2 separate regions of the Xenopus tropicalis genome follow, and region 1 is linked to region 2. A link is a contact called in public Hi-C data. All regions are on one chromosome and are shown on one strand. Each heading gives the region's core, a stretch centred on a gene start, on an enhancer-like site or on the middle of the called end of the contact. The rest is flanking DNA. Distances are from core to core; before and after follow the strand shown.

Evidence for each region. Hi-C and Micro-C count contacts between places; a contact is called where the count stands out from the background.
Region 1: a Hi-C map of neurula embryo shows a contact between it and region 2, with 4 times the contacts expected there. The contact joins the promoter of mrpl4 here to the promoter of dnmt1 in region 2. A contact is called at or near these places in 5 of 5 Hi-C or Micro-C datasets (brain, gastrula embryo, liver and 2 more).

Annotation. Positions count from the first base shown.
Region 1 is chr3:137,265,175-137,272,628 of UCB_Xtro_10.0, forward strand. It overlaps mrpl4 (mitochondrial ribosomal protein L4), which reads left to right and starts at 2,244. Exons shown (of 9, transcript NM_001017222.2): 1 at 2,244-2,309; 2 at 2,544-2,625; 3 at 2,812-2,980; 4 at 3,096-3,147; 5 at 4,679-4,796; 6 at 5,466-5,572; 7 at 5,918-6,027; 8 at 7,388-7,454. The coding sequence starts at 2,271.
Region 2 is chr3:137,120,159-137,126,811 of UCB_Xtro_10.0, forward strand. It overlaps dnmt1 (DNA (cytosine-5)-methyltransferase 1), which reads right to left and starts at 2,124. Exons shown (of 34, transcript XM_002934338.5): 1 at 1,811-2,124. The coding sequence starts at 1,860. It overlaps LOC105945317 (a long non-coding RNA gene), which reads left to right and starts at 2,278. Exons shown (of 5, transcript XR_004222091.1): 1 at 2,278-2,435; 2 at 2,926-3,020; 3 at 5,728-5,772.

The DNA.
Region 1 (7,454 bases), core at 994-3,493, 150 kb after region 2:
CTAGGGTATAAAGTAAAGCCTAAGAAAGTCAAACTTGCCATTATCCAGCTGAACTGCAACTCCCAGAATCCAAAGGGCAGGTCAACTGATGTTTGTCCCCAGGGCAAAGATATAAGGGCTAATTCATTGACATATTCAGCTTCCCTTCTCTATAGCGAAAAATTATATTGATCATTGGTCCTTATCGTTAGCTATTAAGGCTCAGTTAGTACAGGGATGAGGGGGTGGAAAGGGCAAAAAACACAAAGCCCATTTTAAATGGCTAAAATGGTTTTATTAAACCCTCAGCATTTTGTTTCACTGCCAAACCCTTAGGCTGCTCCTTCTTTCACTAATGAATGGGAAAGTAGCGCCATCTAGTGGATTATGTGGCACTATGTACTCCCATTAGTGTTGTGGCCAATTCTGACACCATACAACGGACCCAGTAAGACTTTATTTAGACTCGGACTGGCAATCTGTGGGTTCAGGCAAATGCCAGAGGGGCTGCTGTAAGGTGCCATAGTCACTCACTATTTATTGGGCTGGTGGGGGGGCTGTTTGGGCCTCTGTGTACTGAAAATCAGGCCCAGACTGGCAATCTGTGGGTTCAGGCAAATGCCAGAGGGGCTGCTGTAAGATGCCATAGTCACTCACTATTTATTGGGCCTATGGGGGGCTGTTTGGGCCTCTGTGTACTGAAAATCAGGCCCGGACTGGCAATCTGTGGGTTCAGGCAAATGCCAGAGGGGCTGCTGTAAGGTGCCATAGACACTCACTATTTATTGGGCCTATGGGGGGCTGTTTGGGCCTCTGTGTACTGAAAATCAGGCCCGGACTGGCAATCTGTGGGTTCAGGCAAATGCCAGAGGGGCTGCTGTAAGGTGCCATAGTCACTCACTATTTATTGGGCCTATGGGGGCTGTTTGGGCCTCTGTGTACTGAAAATCAGGCCCGGACTGGCAATCTGTGGGTTCAGGCAAATGCCAGAGGGGCTGCTGTAAGGTGCCATAGACACTCACTATTTATTGGGCCTATGGGGGGCTGTTTGGGCCTCTGTGTACTGAAAATCAGGCCCGGACTGGCAATCTGTGGGTTCAGGCAAATGCCAGAGGGGCTGCTGTAAGGTGCCATAGACAGTCACTATTTATTGGGCCTATGGGGGCTGTTTGGGCCTCTGTGTACTGAAAATCAGGCCCAGACTGGCAATCTGTGGGTTCAGGCAAATGCCAGAGGGGCTGCTGTAAGGTGCCATAGACAGTCACTATTTATTGGGCCTATGGGGGGGGCTGTTTGGGCCTCTGTGTACTGAAAATCAGGCCCAGACTGGCAATCTGTGGGTTCAGGCAAATCCCTGAGGGGCTGCTGGACAGGTCCAATCTACTTAGAGTTGCCAACTTTTCTGTTAAAAATAACGGCCTTCCTATATTTTTATCTTATTTCCCTATGAATAACATTATTATTATTATTATTAACATTTATTTATAAAGCGCCAACATATCCCGCAGCGCTGTACAATAAGTGGGTTTCATACATTGGACATACAGAGTAACATATAAAGCAATCAATAACCGATACAAGAGGGGAAGAGAGCCCTGCCTAAAAGAGCTTACAATCTACAAGGAGAAAGGGTTGAGACACACATTGGTGTATTCATTTTTACAGGCCAGGTTCCAGTCCTATCTTAGAACCAGCCCAAATGAACGGAACAATCCTACTGGGCCATCCTGTGATTGGCCAAACCTCACCATGACAACGGGCCATCCTTTAGTGAAGCAATGACTGCCACCAAGGCTCCATTTTTTTGGCTTATAAAGCAGTAGGTTAATAGGCTGTTTCAAGAACACTGGATATGTCTCCTTATGTCATGCCTTAACACCAGGCACTAATCAGGTTACTGAGGTGCATGCTGCAGGCTGCACTGAGATATGTGCCGCTATGCAGTATGTACACGGCTGCTGCTTTAGCTGAGAAGCGCCCTCTATAGGATCATTGGCAAGTAAGTACCAACAACCTTCTTCTACTTCCACAGCTTGTTGCTACAGTCATTTGAACAAATGATCGTTCCCTACAAAAAGAAAAAAAAAACGAACATCCCCTATAACCCGCCCAAGAAAAAAAATTTCGGGAAAACCGACCAAGAGCGAAATACAGGAATAGGGCGGAAGTGTGGGCAAAGCTGCGGCAGCGGCGGCTTCATGCGTCACTAGCGTGCGCCGGGAGAATAACACATGCGCTTAGAATTGACCTTCCTGCGGGGCCGGTTGATGTGAAGGGTTCGGGGAACCATCATGCTTTTGAGGGGGCTCCTGCTGGGCCCGGGGAGAAGGGTAGGTCGGTCGGTGAGTGGGGGTCTGGGAATCATCCCTTAATAATCCGAGTAAGGGGGTCATTGCGCTAATAGTCACTTATGGCTGCTCTGTTTCTGCAGCTGTCAGTGAACTGCAACTCCCAGAATCCCCTGTGCTACACTGGCCCCTGCCACTGAGTGATTCTAAACAAGACTGGCTGTGATTGGTTCATAGCTGCCTCTCACTTTCCTTTCTTTGTCCCTTTTTTTTCAGCTTCTCTCCACACTTTCTTCTGAGTCTGCGCTCCCATCAAACCTCATTCTGCCCCCTGGTTTAAAAGATGGACCTTCTAAAAGTACGTGAGTAACAAATCTACTGCTCCCATTCAGCGGTGTAACTTCACTTTCCTCCCCCCCCATGTCTCGTTACCATGACACCCTAGGTCCAGCCCCATGAGAATTGGATGTGACAGTGGGTCCAGACATTTCTGGGGGGGGGGAATAAATGAAACAGGTCCTTTAACACTGTGTCTATTCTCCAGCCCAGCGCCCCCCGGTGGACGTTTCTCAGCCTGTCATACGGCCGTGCAGGGTCCCTGTTCCCTCTCATCTGTCCCCCAAGCCGGTCTGGTTGGAGTCTCTCAGACACCCCGACGATCAGCCGCTGGGACTGGTCCATCTGCACCCAGACGTCTTCACTGTGCCGCCCAGGTGGGTTTTCTTATTGGTCGATGTCGTTCTGTTTGTTTATCCTCGCAGGGAGCCATTAGAACTGATATTCCTAGAATCAATTTACAGGGAGAATTCATGTCTTTATATTTTCTAGGATTGATATTCTCCATCAAGTCGTCACGTGGCAGAGAAACTTCAAAAGGATTGTAAGTGTCCCACAGGCACCCACCCAGAGCATACACCCCCCTATACACTGGGAGAAAGAGCTCACACTCTAATATACAGAGGGGCACAGATACACTACAGGGAGAGGGAACCATTGGGAGAAGGGAATCCTGCCCTGCAGAGCTTACACTCTAATATACAGAGGGACACAGATACAATACAGGGAGAGGGAACCATTGGGAGAAGGGAATCCTGCCCTGCAGAGCTTACACTCTAATATACAGAGGGGCACAGATACACTACAGGGAGAGGGAACCATTGGGAGAAGGGAATCCTGCCCTGCAGAGCTTACACTCTAATATACAGAGGGGCACAGATACAATACAGGGAGAGGGAACCATTGGGAGAAGGGAATCCTGCCCTGCAGAGCTGACACTCTAATATACAGAGGGGCACAGATACAATACAGGGAGAGGGAACCAATGGAAGAAGGGAATCCTGCCCTGCAGAGCTTACACTCTAATATACAGAGGGACACAGATACAATACAGGGAGAGGGAACCATTGGGAGAAGGGAATCCTGCCCTGCAGAGCTTACACTCTAATATACAGAGGGACACAGATACAATACAGGGAGAGGGAACCATTGGGAGAAGGGAATCCTGCCCTGCAGAGCTTACACTCTAATATACAGAGGGACACAGATACAATACAGGGAGAGGGAACCATAGGGAGAAGGGAATCCTGCCCTGCAGAGCTTACACTCTAATATACAGAGGGACACAGATACAATACAGGGAGAGGGAACCATTGGGAGAAGGGAATCCTGCCCTGCAGAGCTTACACTCTAATATACAGAGGGGCACAGATACAATACAGGGAGAGGGAACCATTGGGAGAAGGGAATCCTGCCCTGCAGAGCTTACACTCTAATATACAGAGGGGCACAGATACAATACAGGGAGAGGGAACCATTGGGAGAAGGGAATCCTGCCCTGCAGAGCTTACACTCTAATATACAGAGGGACACAGATACAATACAGGGAGAGGGAACCATAGGGAGAAGGGAATCCTGCCCTGCAGAGCTTACACTCTAATATACAGAGGGACACAGATACAATACAGGGAGAGGGAACCATTGGGAGAAGGGAATCCTGCCCTGCAGAGCTTACACTCTAATATACAGAGGGGCACAGATACAATACAGGGAGAGGGAACCATTGGGAGAAGGGAATCCTGCCCTGCAGAGCTTACACTCTAATATACAGAGGGGCACAGATACAATACAGGGAGAGGGAACCATTGGGAGAAGGGAATCCTGCCCTGCGGAGCTTACACTCTAATATACAGAGGGACACAGATACAATACAGGGAGAGGGAACCATTGGGAGAAGGGAATCCTGCCCTGCAGAGCTTACACTCTAATATACAGAGGGACACAGATACAATATAGGGAGAGGGAACCATTGGGAGAAGGGAATCCTGCCCTGCAGAGCTTACACTCTAATATACAGAGGGACAATGATACAGTATAGGGAGAGGGAAGAGGGTGACGCTGTTGGTCCCTTGCAGAGTCATGCGAAGGTGAAGACTCGCGCTGAGGTGAGAGGAGGGGGGAAGAAGCCCCGGCAGCAGAAGGGAAGCGGGCGAGCGCGCCAGGGGAGCATCAGATCGCCCTTATGGAGAGGAGGTGAGGAAGCAGCGTGTGGGGTTGGCGCCTATGTACAGACAAAGCTGCTAGTGCTCGTGCCCAGCGTATGCTCCTCATGTCGTCATTTCTGTAACTGGATAGAATAATAATAGTGTAGCCCCTAAGTTTATCTTCTGCCCCTCGCGTATAACTCTGCCCCTCGCGTATAACTCTGCCCCTCGCGTATAACTCTGCCCCTCGCGTATAACTCTGCCCCTCGCGTATAACTCTGCCCCTACGTTTATCTTCTACCCCTTACATATAACTGCCCCTTACGTATAACTCTGCCCCTCGCGTATAACTCTGCCCCTCGCGTATAACTCTGCCCCTCGCGTATAACTCTGCCCCTCGCGTATAACTCTGCCCCTTGCGTATAACTCTGCCCCTTGCGTATAACTCTGCCCCTTGCGTATAACTCTGCCCCTTGCGTATAACTCTGCACCCTTACGTATAACTTCCTTACATCCGCTGCATGGGGAGCCCAGTCTGTATTTACTGCCACTTTCTCTGTGAGTCCCTGTGGGAGGAGAGGTGGGGGGGTTTAGCCAGAATGTTCCTCACAGTATGTTCCCTTGGATAGAATGATCTGTTATCTGCCAGTTCTCCCACCTACGGGTATAAAGAGTTGTGTCTTCTCTAAGCTCTGCTGCTTATGTGTCACTTCATTAGGGGGTGTTGCACACGGGCCCCGGGGCCCTACCAGCTATTACTACATGATGCCCATGAAGATGCGGGTACAGGGTCTGAAAATTGCACTGACTGCCAAACTGGCACAGGTATGACTTAACCCTTGTTATACCCACTACTGCTGTCGCTGTACCCACTACTGCTGCTGCCGTACCCTCTACTGCTGCTGCCGTACCCTCTACTGCTGCTGCCGTACCCTCTACTGCTGCTGCCGTACCCTCTACTGCTGCCGCTGTACCCACTACTGCTGTCGCTGTACCCATTACTGCTGCTGCCGTACCCTCTACTGCTGCCGCTGTACCCACTACTGCTGTCGCTGTACCCTCTACTGCTGTCGCCGTACCCGCTACCGCTGTCGCCGTGCGACGCCGCTGACGTCTCCGTATCCCACACTGGAAATATCACTGTCATGTTTATTGTGATTCCCCTTACAGGATGATCTCCATGTTATTGATTCTCTAGAGATCTCCACTCCCGATCCTCAGTATCTTGTTGACCTCATTAAACATCGACAGTGGGGAGAGTCTGTGCTGATTGTTGATGTGTAAGTAGAGTTGTCAGGAGATATACAGTATCAGCAGTATGTGCTCATATAAAGGGGTTATATGAAGCAATAGGAGGGGTTATATGGAGCAATAGGAGGAGTTATAGGGAGGGGTTATATGGAGCAATAGGACGAGTTATAGGGAGAGGTTATATGGAGTAATAGGAGGAGTTATAGGGAGGGTTATATGAAGCAATAGGAGGAGTTATAGGGAGGGGTTATATGGAGCAATAGGAGGAGTTATAGGGAGGGGTTATATGGAGTAATAGGAGGAGTTATAGGGAGGGTTATATGAAGCAATAGGAGGAGTTATAGGGAGGGGTTATATGGAGCAATAGGAGGAGTTATAGGGAGGGTTATATGAAGCAATAGAAGGAGTTATAGGGAGGGCTATATGGAGCAATAGGAGGAGTTATAGGGAGGGTTATATGGAGCAATAGGAGGAGTTATAGGGGAGGGGTTATATGGAGCAATAGGAGGAGTTATAGGGAGGAGTTATATGGAGCAATAGGAGGAGTTATAGGGAGGGTTATATGGAGCAATGGGGGGGTTATATGGAGCAATAGGACGAGTTATATGGAGCAATAGGAGGAGTTATAGGGAGGGGTTATATGGAGAAATAGGAGGGGTTATAGGGAGGAGTTATATGGAGCAATAGGAGGAGTTATAGGGAGGGGTTATATGCAGCAATAGGGGGAGTTATAGGGAGGGTTATATGGAGCAATAGGAGGAGTTATAGGGAGGGGTTATATGCAGCAATAGGGGGAGTTATAGGGAGGGTTATATGGAGCAATAGGAGGAGTTATAGGAAGGGGTTATATGGAGCAATAGGAGGAGTTATAGGGAGGGGTTATATGGAGCAATAGGAGGAGTTATAGGGAGGGGTTATATGGAGCAATAGGAGGAGTTATAGGGAGGGGTTATATGGAGCAATAGGAGGAGTTATAGGGAGGGGTTATATGGAGCAATAGGAGGAGTTATAGGGAGGGGTTATATGGAGCAATTGGAGGAGGTTAGGGGGCTTAGATGGAGCAATAGGAGGAGTTATAGGGAGGGGTTATATGGAGCAATGGGAGGAGTTATAGAGAGGGTTATATGGAGCAATAGGAGGAGTTATAGGGAGGGGCTATATGGAGCAATAGGAGGAGTTATAGGGAGGGGTATATGGAGCAATAGGAGGTGGTTAGGGGGGTTATGAGTAGGAAGTTTAATATGAATAAACCTGAATCTAAATTTAATGATAATAATAGAAGATGATTATTGGGTGGATTTATATGAAGCCAGTCTAAGAGATTGTATAAAGGAGCAAATAAATGATCTGACAGAGCATACAAAAATCTTTGTCTTTTTTTTGGTACAGCAATGAAAATTTGCCTGAAAATATATTTAATGCAACCGTCAATTTAAAGAAAATCAATGTGATTCCC
Region 2 (6,653 bases), core at 874-3,373:
CACATATGGAATGTTATACCTCATAACTGGGAAACTACAGTTTCCCCAATAGGACCTGCACAGCCTGAATATCTCAAACACTGGTAAGAAATGGTGGTGCCACGGTACACATGAAAAAGTGGTACTGCAGCTAAATAGACGCTTCAGTAAAACAGGTAAGCTGATTCTCATGGTACCGACCATTCTTCTATATAACAAACATATTTAAATATGTTTGAACACATATTCTATCACCTAAACATAATGTTGCTTTTAAATTGTAACTGGAATGTAGATACTGTACAGATAAGGATACTGAAAGTACTTCTAGCCAGAAGCAAAGTCCATATGGGAACTTCACATTCATGTTAATGTCATAAGCAGGACTGCAAAAAAAAACAAACCAGTACACACTTTGGACATTTTGCAACCCACAGAGGTTTGCCTACAAAGCCTTGTTGCTTTCTGGTAGCAGTACTTCCTTCAAAATACTTTGAGTAAAATGCAAGTTCAATGAGTCCCCTGAGGGTACTTTAAGTGGTTTATCAAGTTTATAACAAATGTCCACCATTACCATGTCCAAAGGGTTGGATCAGCTGCCATTGATATTTAGTTCCTATACTTTTACACTGCTTGTCCCAGAATCAGAGTTGTGTTTACAAGTACACCAAGTCACATTCTCTGCTGAATACCCTATACTGGGGCTTAGTGGGCACAAAGTTAGCTCTCAGCAGTGCGCCTCTCTAAACATCAATGCTTGGTTATTTTCTAATAAGCTTCACCCTCTTTATCAGCCAAGATGCCACAAGTGGATTAATACTCCAAAACTGCCTGCCAAACTTGCAATTGCCCCCCCCATAGGTGCCATTGTTAGTATATCATTGGCATACAACACCTATGGTATTCTTTACAAGTGAAAATAGTGTTTCTTACAAAGATTACCAAGAGGGTCAACGTGTCTTCATAGAACTCCCAGCACAACTTTCAGCTGTTCATGGGATATGGAAAGTTGCAATATATATATATATATATGCACCCAAGGGCCTATGGCTATGGTGGCAGCTTTTGAGAGGCAGCCCTGTTGCCAATATAGGATAGTTTAAAAAAAAATTAAAAAAACAGTTAAGTCAAAAGGTGAATAATCCCACTGTACCAGTTACCAGACCATGTACCTGAACCTCATACCAGGTTCTTAGCGATTAGCCCCAACTGTAGGGGGCCCAGGAGCCCCAGCCCCAACTGTAGGGGGCCCAGGAGCCCCAGCCCCAACTGTAGGGGGCCCAGGAGCCCCAGCCCCAACTGTAGGGGGCCCAGGAGCCCCAGCCCCAACTGTAGGGGGCCCAGGTGCCCCAGCTCTGACCCAGCCCCAACTGTAGGGGCCCAGGAGTCCCAGCTCTGACCCAGCCCCAACTGTAGGGGCCCAGGAGTCCCAGCTCTGACCCAGCCCCAACTGTAGGGGCCCAGGAGTCCCAGCTCTGACCCAGCCCCAACTGTAGGGGCCCAGGAGTCCCAGCTCTGACCCAGCCCTCTTCCATACGCTTTCAGGAAGCCTGAGAATATATCAGTGATTTATGTCCATGTACCCATATCTGGACCTGACAGGTAATAAACATGTGACCTGAGAGGGTACCAACACGTACCCCATATTGCAGAGCTCTGAATGGAGGAGACATGTCGCTCCCCAACACCTACAAGGAAATAATAATCTCATATCTGCGGAGCCCAAACAGTGGGAGCTTCAACGTGGGCATGGCATGCCGGGAATGTCTCCGTTACCAGGTGGGGAGCGGGGGGGGGGTACAACACCAGTGACACGGGCTATTCCCCTTACCGTTTCCTGACATCGGCAGGCAGAGCCAGGGAAGCGGACTGGGCCGGCATGGCGGTATATAACAGCGGTGAGACAGACTCGGTCAGAGGCAGCGGTCCGTTCCCGTAAGGGCAGGTCTCAGTTCCTCACAACGCGGGAAGCTCGGGATTTTCCCGCCACCTCAAGGTGAGTTATACCAACAGAGAGAGCAAGCAGCGGCGTGATAAGTGCGGAGCGACAGAGCCAGACACAGTGACCCACCGCACGGAACCGCCTCTCCTTTTCAAATGGCAAAAGAACCGGGCGCCGTCACGTAACCCCGCCCCCTCCGCGCTCTCCCGCGCTTTGCTTTTACCCGCGAAACAAAAACGAGGGAAGCGCTGATTGGTGCGTATAGACAGCGTAGGGCGTTTGTATTCACATTATGGAGGGGAGGGCTATGGCAGATCATTCATTCTGCTTTACTTCAACTCCGCCCCCCCAGCGTGGAATTATCGGGCTGCCCCAGCGCGCCGTGTTGTGTGACGCAGCGACAGGTTCAAAGGGGGAAGAGGGCGGGGCGCCGTAATGACGCAATGACGCACAGCAGCTGGGGCCGCGCTGACAGAGTGCGCTCTGCTTCCTTGACAACTGCTGGCGCCAAAATGTGTGTGTGGTAAAACAAAGCCAGTAGCAAGGCTGTGAGGGTAGTTGGGCCCTCTCTGGTGTCAGGGCCGGGGTACAATAACAATGGCAATAATAACAACAATAATAATAATAACAATGTGACAATAACAATGGCAGTATTAATATATTAAGTGAACCTGGAACTTCAGTAGTTATATATATAAGCAATAACTTCTCGACAGCCCTGCACCCATTCAGTCTGACCCTGCTAAAACCCTTCCAAAATTACCTCAGAGGAGCTAAAATGAATGATTCCAAACGTTGCTTTTTGTGTAAATTAATGGAATTTGTCATCAGTAAAAACTAATTTAGGTTTCAGGACAAATACCATTCCAAACTGCAAGCTACGAGCATGGGAAGTAATGTGGCCCTGAGCCATAACTGTCGCATTTTTACAAAATGATAGGTTTTCCAAAAATATCTTTCACTACTAGAGATATGTTGATAATATTTTATTTATTTTGAAACAGAGGCAACGGCAGTTTGCTGAATATATGAACAAGGTACAGAGGGCTATGAAGTTCACACTGGTATATCATGATACGCTGATAATTTGGATGTACAGGTAATCACATACAGACTGATATATATCTAGAAAACCCACAGACAGGACCAACATGTTGCTATACAATAGCTTTCATCCAACAGGTACACATACAGGCAAGATGCATGGAGACAATCCGAGATTATTACTTAAGGGTTGAAAGAAAGAGGTATTTATTAGAGAAAAAAAAGGCAAATGGCACTCAGGGCTGCAAGCAAGGGAACAAAGCCTTTACATTTTTATTGCGGAGGTGCAACTTTTCGGGGCAAGATATCAAGCATGCTTGATAAAGGGGTAATCTTGCCCCGAAATGTTGCACCTCCGCAATAAAAATTTAAAGGGTTTGTTCCCTTGCTTGCAGTCCTGAGTGCCATTTGCCTTTTTTTGCTACATTGGATTTGGGAGGGTGCCGATCCCTCCAGCAGTGTGCACCGGCTATTTTGGAGAGCTAGGGTGTGCGGAAAGGTCTCTGTTGTGCGTATTTATTAGAGAAGACACAGAAGGAGGTGGCAGGGATAGACAGAGGTGTTTTACTGAAAAGAACACAAATAACTGAAAAATAATCCTTTTTGTGACCACTTATACACAATCTAAGGCCATAAAAGGAGAAGGAAAGGCTAATAAAGAGTTAATCCCAAGCTGCAGGCATACCTTCAGTTCTCTCAATAGTTCCCTTAAGTCTCCCCATATTTCACCTGTTCAGATGATCAGAAGCCAAACAGGAAGAAAAAACGCTGAGCTGTGTAAAGAAAGTTCCCATAATGCCTCACTCCTGCACCGAGACCCAGACCAAGTGTACATGCTCAGTTAGGGGCCTATTTATTAAAGTACGACAGGTACGAATTACAAAAAATTCGTAATTGATCGTATTGTGCGTATTTTCTGCCACTGTTTCATATAGTTGCGCGACTTTTTCTTATTTTGCGTGACTTTTTCGTACTTTGTGTAAAAACTTACGCGACAAAATCGTATTGTCGCGCTGAGTACGAAAGTTTCGGATTCATTCAACCTTTGGTATCGGGACTTTCCTCGGGCCAGGTTGGAGCTGCAGAGTGCCATTGAGCCCTATGGGAGACTTGGGCCGGGTTGAGCCCTATGGGAGACTTTCCTTGGGCCAGGTTGGAGCTGCAGAGTGCCATTGAGCCCTATGGGAGACTTTCCTTAGGCCGGGTTGGAGCTGCAGAGTGCCATTGAGTCCTATGGGAGACTTTCCTTGGGCCAGGTTGGAGCTGCAGAGTGCCATTGAGCCCTATGGGAGACTTTCCTTGGGCCGGGTTGGAGCTGCAGAGTGCCATTGAGCCCTATGGGAGACTTTCCTTGGGCCAGGTTGGAGCTGCAGAGTGCCATTGAGCCCTATGGGAGACTTTCCTTGGGCCGGGTTGGAGCTGCAGAGTGCCATTGAGCCCTATGGGAGACTTTCCTTGGGCCGGGTTGGAGCTGCAGAGTGCCATTGAGCCCTATGGGAGACTTTCCTTGGGCCGGGTTGGAGCTGCAGAGTGCCATTGAGCCCTATGGGAGACTTTCCTTGGGCCGGGTTGGAGCTGCAGAGTGCCATTGAGCCCTATGGGAGACTTTCCTTGGGCCGGGTTGGAGCTGCAGAGTGCCATTGAGCCCTATGGGAGACTTTCCTTGGGCCGGGTTGGAGCTGCAGAGTGCCATTGAGTCCTATGGGAGGCTTCCAAAATCATACACAGAAGGATCAAAGTTGGAAAGGTTTTCCCACCATTTATGATCGTTCGATACAAAAATTTTGTGACTTTCTGATCACCAATACGATATTATCGTGACTATTACGATTTTTTCGTAAGCATTTTCATGATATTTGCAATCATCAGAAATTACCTTATTTAATCCAAATTTTTCCAAATTCAGGATTCGAAATCATACTTTGATGAATAGACCCCTATGAGTCAGCTTTCTGCTGATTGGCTCAGATCCACATTACTAAGGGGGGGAATGTGTTCTTAGCATTCTTGAGGGAGGGGGGGAGCAGGAGAGGGGAGACAACAGAGAGCTGCATGTCTCTGGCACATGAATTACAGACACAACAAATCTTTTTTTCAGAGAAGTCAGTGCAGCGTTTCTGTGAGTGCTTATGGCTGTATTTACATAGACCTTTCTGATAAAGCTTACTGAGTTTTTACCTTTCTTTCTTATTTAAAGATATTGTAAAGAAATATTGGCCAATAGTAAAAAACTGCAAATCCACCTCAAAGTATTTTGAGACAATCCCTCTGCAAGAGATAAAAACCTGGGTAACAGCTTAATATCTAGTGGCATGAGAGCCCCATTAGCCATCAAACAGCGTATTTTAGGAGCACCGCACATTCCCGTGCTTGTCGTGTCGTAGCAGTATTGATAGGGAGACCAACATTAATCTCTCAAGGATTTAATATTGAAGTAAAGGGCTATTTTACTTGTCTGTCTTCTCAAATGCCCCTGTGGACAGGCCAATGTGGGGCAGACTTGCAGGTGAATTCAGCTGTGGCTTAATGAACATAGGAGCAGCATAATAAATGTGTAAAAAAGCGCCACTAGTATCTACAGACATTTCCCTGAGTTGACACAATGTGAGTCAATCGCCATGGCAAACCCAGGAACAGGTGACAATTTCAAAAGTTGATAACATGGGAATTGCTACTGAGGTAACTATTTTGGATTATGAAATTGACTAGAAGGACTACATTTTTTTTTGTGATTGTTACTAATGTTTGGTGGTTTCTTTCAGATAAAGAAAAGAAAAGCACGTTAGAAAACGTTAGATAAAATTCAGGTAACAATGTATTTATTTCTTTGTATATCTGTACTCTGTAAAATGTTGTTTTGGACTCTGTTCATGGAATGGGCACTAGGGGGCAATGTTGCTGTGTGTCTGTATATAATGCTGTAATGCTGCCGATCTCTTGTGTTAGTTGCACCCGAGGAAGGGATTGGGTTCCACACCTCCCCCGAAATGAAAAAAAAAAAGTGCAGGGTGTGATTTGTAATGTAATGTGGGGGGATTTGTGATGCTCCCACTGTGCAGGTAGGAGCCAGGACAAGAAGGACATGTGTTGGGCACAAGTACCTCTTGGCTCTGCACTGGCCATATGTACCACAATTACACAGGAACCACTGGGTACTTCAGGCTAAATCCGGCATAGAACTGCCATAAGATTGAAACCATTAAAAATTGTGTCCAGATTTGATAATTTCAATATCAGTTAGCTTGGTGATTATTCCAAACCCCTAGAGATTACTGAAACTATACCTATATACCTGAATATCCCTCTCTCTCTCTCTATATATATATATATAGATATACAAGGAAGAGTGGAGCACACCCTATAGAGGTTTAAATGCCTTGGGTGCTGGCCAAAATAAGGACATATGAGGACAGAGAGCTGAACACACAAGGACTTAACAATAAAGTGAAAAAATTTATTGAAAAAAATCCAACGTTTCGAGTACTGACTGTACTCTTCCTCAGGGACAAGTATATATATATATATATAGATATATATATATACTTATACACACATTAAACTTTTTTTAATTATTTGCTTCTGACTCCTTTCAGCTCTCAAATGGGGCAGGAAAAAAATATATATTGTTTTGAAAGGCTGCAATTGCTGTTGTTAGTTTTTAATACTTATCTTTCTATTTAGGCCCTCC